2 separate regions of the Lactuca sativa genome follow, and region 2 is linked to region 1. Evidence: chromatin contacts called from public Hi-C data. All regions are on one chromosome and are shown on one strand. The core of a region is the stretch at or near the end of the contact, and the rest is flanking DNA. Distances in the headings are between cores, read along the strand shown.

The links. Hi-C and Micro-C count contacts between places; a contact is called where the count stands out from the background.
Region 2: a Hi-C map of leaf shows a contact between it and region 1, with 7 times the contacts expected there. The contact joins the promoter of LOC111903545 here to the promoter of LOC111900656 in region 1. A contact is called at or near these places in 2 of 4 Hi-C or Micro-C datasets (both in leaf).

Annotation. Positions count from the first base shown.
Region 1 is chr5:353,677,806-353,680,558 of Lsat_Salinas_v11, forward strand. It overlaps LOC111900656 (FK506-binding protein 2), which reads right to left and starts at 1,376. Exons shown (of 6, transcript XM_023896538.3): 1 at 1,143-1,376; 2 at 968-1,014; 3 at 619-681; 4 at 400-490; 5 at 204-308; 6 at 1-110. The coding sequence starts at 1,224. The coding sequence ends at 19.
Region 2 is chr5:353,946,710-353,949,462 of Lsat_Salinas_v11, forward strand. It overlaps LOC111903545, which reads left to right and starts at 1,428. Exons shown (of 2, transcript XM_023899322.3): 1 at 1,428-2,753. The coding sequence starts at 2,230. It overlaps LOC111903544 (probable glucan endo-1,3-beta-glucosidase A6), which reads left to right. Exons shown (of 3, transcript XM_023899321.3): 2 at 1-471; 3 at 782-1,015. The coding sequence ends at 819.

The DNA of each region.
Region 1 (2,753 bases), core at 126-2,625:
TCACTGGGATTATCATAGCTATAGCTCACTGTTGTCGTCTCCTCCAACTCCAGCTGCTCCTTTTCCATTAACTGCAATAAGCTCTGTGTCGAATATAAGTGTGGCCCCACCTGTCACAATATTCATCACAATATTTATTTTTATTCTTCTATAGCCAATAATAACCAAAAATATAAAACTAGAGAAGAAATAATTTTAATTACCTGGGATCTTAGGTGGTGAACCTCTGTCTCCATAACCCATTTTCGCAGGTATCTTCAGCTTACGCTTCTCTCCAACACACATTCCCAATAGCCCCTGATCCCATCCTGCAAACATAAATTTGTTAAGGTATTACAGCAGTAACCATGGTGGTGGTGGTGATGGGTGGTGGTGGATGGTGGTCAATGGGGTTTGTACCTTTTATGACTTGACCACTGCCAAGCTCAAAGTCAAATGGGGTTCCCCTTTCAAAGCTTGAATCAAAAACACTGCCATCAGTAAGTTTTCCCTGCAAGAAGAGTCTATATTTACCAATTGTTTGCTGATTTAGAAATTAGAATGAAACAAGATCCTTCAATCACAAGATTTCATCTTATGAGGCAAAAAAGAAGAAAAAAAATGGTACAAATTTCTTACCCGATAATGAACTTTGATTTTATCACCTTTGTGTGCCTGTATCTCACAAGATGCTGGCCTATGCTGCAACAATATGCAACGCATTAACATTCAAATGATTTCACGACTACAGATCTATTTCAATCACTCGCTCGATCAATTAGGGATCTGACATCCTGCTCTAACTAAAAGAGTAACGTAATCATAAATAATCAAGCGAAATCATGTTCAACTAATAAAACTAGTCAAACTTTTCAGCGTAATCATAAATTTCAAAACAAAATTCATGATCAATTTTAACTAATCACACCGATTCAAACAGTACACGCGCAAAACAAATTAACGAATAACAGCAAATTGGAAAATTTACCTTGACTCCGATCTGCAACTCCGTTACATCTCCGGACTTTGCTGAAACTGCGATTTTTGTCGGAACACATCAAATCGTCGTTTGATTTACTCAAACCATATAAAATTTCTTACAAACGAAAACTTTGAATAAAAAATATAAATAGATAACTTCACTCAATTTCGATTACACTTACCTAATGTAGCTGCAATTAGTAGAACCAATATGGAGATCCCCGTAATTGCAGAAATTTGAATCACATTCGCTAATTTCTTCATGACTGTAGTGAAAAGGTTTGTTTGACTCGACCGTGAATATCTTTGTTGCTAGATGATTCAAGGTGTGACGAGCATCACCCAATCATAACTCGCCACGTCATAGCAAACCCTAGAATTTAGTTGGCCGGATACGGCGACGTATACGACGGAGCAGTTGTCTTTATGATAGGTAATAATTAGTTATATGAATCGAGTTCTAATTCTGTTCGGTTTATAAAATGTTGAATTTTTTATTGGATTATTAATGAATCTAGGTTAAAAATTAAACCGATTTCATTAATTAAATAACTAAATATAAAATCTATTACATGTTTTCATTTAAAAGAAAAATAAAATATGAAATTTTAAATATTTGAAAATTTTGAATTTAAGAAAAAATTAAAAAAATATCGAATTATTAAAATTAAAGTGTTTTTTTCTTTTAAATTAAAAAAATAGATAAATAAACAAATAAAAACTAATGTGATTTTAATTTCAAAATTTTAAAATTAAAAGGACAGTCAATTAATGAAATTGTTATACATTTATCATTACATTTATTATAATTAGAGAAATTAAATATCCTCCTACTTTTGTTCCTATAAATCCTCCTACTCAAGATATTAAGGCCTATTTTGTTGATTTCAAACCTCTTCAAAAAAAATATACTAAATAATAAAAACATTTGTAGTACATAATTGTATTATTTGGGCTGACGTTGTTAAATTACCTGTATACGCGTGGACACCTTCAACTTTTAACAAGGTTGATTTAACATGTGGATACCCTCTGTCTGTTTGTATATTATGATGAAAATTGTCCTGCAGGTATAAGTAGAATATGCATAACAACAAACTGTATGGAAAAATTGTAAAACCAAACTCAAAGTTCATGGGGAGATTTACATGGAAATGTATTGGAAGTTTCAAATTGGATCCCATCAAATTGCATCCAAATGATTAGGAAATAAGTGTTGGTAGTTTTGATTCTGAACATGTAAGATGAGAGGAGGGTTAGTTTTTATTTTAAACATGATCAACTTAAACCTACAAAACATAATTTTAATCAAAACGATTCTAATATTAGTGATTAACAAATTCATTCCAATCCTCCAGAAATTTTTGCAAAATATTAATGTCGGTATGTTGCATAGTGTTAATCAGAATCAATAATTAACAGATTACCGACTAATTCATAAAAATAAAGACAATCCGTATCTGATATCAAACAAAAAACACGTATATCATCCGTAATCACATCAGAACCTTATCATTATCCACCTTAAAATGGGATTACAATAGCGGGAACTTTGAAATCCGAAAATGGAATTACACTAGCGGGAACTAAAAATTTTCAGCGAGTTAATCGGGATTATTTTTCCACATACATAAACAAGTCTCATGATTAAAGGATTGAATAATGAGAACTTATTCCTCCCGATTTAAAGCAAATTGCTTCTTCATCAAAAAAAAAACCCTAATATTTACCTATTGAAATCGCATACTTAGAAGGCTTTCATCGGTTTAATATTAGCAAAAATTTCACCGATT
Region 2 (2,753 bases), core at 178-2,677, 270 kb after region 1:
CCGAGAAACCACCGAGAGGTACGCCGTTGAAACCCTTTGTCGTCTTGCCGTCGTTTATATTCGCTTTATACAACGAGAATCAGAAAACGGGTGCTGGTACTGAACGGCATTTCGGGTTATTATACCCGAACGGAACGAATATTTACGAGATTGATTTGTCGGGTAAGACGGCGTTGTCGGAGTTCAAGAAGCCGTTGCCGGTGCCAACGAATAATGAGCCGTTTAAGGGAAAGATTTGGTGCGTGGCGGCGCGTGGCGCTAACACAACAGCGCTCGCCGGAGCTCTATCATTCGCGTGTGGACAGGGTAACAGTACTTGTGACCCGATCCAACGTGGTGGGAAATGCTTCAAACCCGATTCGCTGACGTGGCATGCGAGCTATGCATTTAGCTCTTATTGGGCCCAGTTCAAAAAATCTGGTGGATCTTGTTACTTTAATGGGCTTGCGACCCAAACAGCCAAAAATCCAAGTAAATATCTATATTACCAATTTACCCTTCCACATCTTTATAAATTGTTATACATTTATTTTACCAACATATTAAACATATTTTAACCATTTAATATAATAAACGTACTATTTTTTATATCACTTTATGCAAAACCCGGTAAAATGGTACAATAATTATGTGTAATACTTTTGTAGTATCGTTATGCTATAACAAGTATATGCGATACACATTTTTTAATATATTTTCTATAATTATAGTTCGTTAAAATTAAATAATTTAGTGATATAATTTTTATGGCATAACTTATAAAGTGTTTAATATTTTGCAGGTTTTGGATCATGCAAGTTCCCTAGCGTGACTTTATGAGTTTTTTTGGAAAGCGAAAATTAACAAAAGTGTTTTTTTGGTTAGTTTGTGTTGTATCATTGTATGTTTTTTTGGATTGCGGAACATTAATCTATTGTCCTAAAATTAGTCAGTTTTCACATTCGTCTTTTCTTTAAAGCTTGACTGTCTTGTAAGTCTTTTCTTGTATTAATATATGATGTTGTATATTGATGCACATGCAAACCTCCACTAAGACCATAGTAACTAAGACATGTTTGCCACGGAGCAAACCTCCACTAAGACCATAGTAACTAAGACATGTTTGCCACGGAGCTTATGACACTATTGACAAGTTTTTAGTTTTTGACAAAACGCTCTTGTTTAAACATAAATCTTTGTTTGGTGATATGAACTTTTAACGTTTAGTTTAAACAAAATGTTCCAAATCTAAAAGCTACTTAATGTTTATTAAACGTTATTTAATGTAGTGTTTAGAGATGCACAAAACTTGAATCCGATATAGTTTCGCTTACGTCATCAAAAATCCGATCTGGTCAAAATCCGATTCAGTTCCAACCAAAATCCAAATCCGATTCTAATCCGATTTGAAACCGGTTTAAACCGATTTTAGTGGGTTTTAAGCGGATTTTGGGGCGGATTTGGATCCGGTTTTTAGCGAATCCGGTTTACGATCCGTTATCAAATCCGATTTGAAATATAGGATTACAATCCGATTGAAAATCCGGTTCTGGATTGGATCTGATTTTGAATAGTGAAACCGGTTTTTGTGCGCATCTCTAGTAGTGTTTAACAAAACGCTACTGAAATCAATTTTCATAATTGCCCTTAAAATATATTTATATATTTATTTATTTTGAAACGATTATCATTTTATGTAATTTTACATATTTCAAAATATTCCAACATGTTTTGCCAAATATTCATATAAAGTTATTGTTAGAGTGTCTATTGTATTATGTTTATATTGTTCAGCCCATTTGTATTTTGTATTAGCCTAGCCAATTTGTATCTATTTGTACGTGTATATATTTTGATATCAAGAACATGTTTTGGTTATAGGAAAATACTCTGTTATCATGGTATTAGAGCTGTAGAATCTCTTCCTTTTTTACCTCCTTCTTTCTCTCTAACCCTAAAGGTCTCTAACTTTCTCTTCTTCCTCTCGTCTGCCTCTTGACTTCTAATCTCAGATTCCTTCTTCTTTCTGTGTGCATCATGACTGGAGGAGAAGTTCCCACCAAAGAACTCTGCATTCACGTCAATCACAGAAAAACCATATGGTATTGCTAATATACGTTCATCCATCCCCATCATTATTGATCTTGATAGAATGAACTATGACTCTTGGAGAGAGCTTTTTGAACTCATTGCTATGGCTTTGGTGTTGCTCATCATCTTAAAGAACCAAAAAACCCAGCTTCTTCCGACATGGACGAATGGCAGCGCATCGATAATATAGTCAAAATGTGGATATATGGTACTCTCTCACCCTCTCTCCTTCAGCTGTCTTCTAAACGGAAACCTAATACCCTTGCACTATGGTGCTATCTCGAATCTCTCTTCCGAGCCAACAAAGATTCGAAAGCTATGCAACTCGACACTGAGTTACGCAATATATCCATGGGCAATTTATTTGTTACTGAGTATTGCACAAAGATCCAAACCCTTGCTGATCTTCTTGAAAATCTCGATGCTGAAGTTCCTAAAAAGAACATTGTGATTTATATAATAAATGGTTTATCTCCTAAATATGATCATGTTGTAAGTATGATTAGACATCAGAAACCACTGCCATCATTTTCCGATACTCGTTCCATCTTACAAGTTGAAGAACAATGCATTCAGTTAAATCAAAATCGCAATCCGGGTGACTCATCTTCACCCACCGTTCTTCACGCCGGATCTCCTTCGGGTCCGCCCTATTTTTCTCGCAACAACAATATTGGAGGACG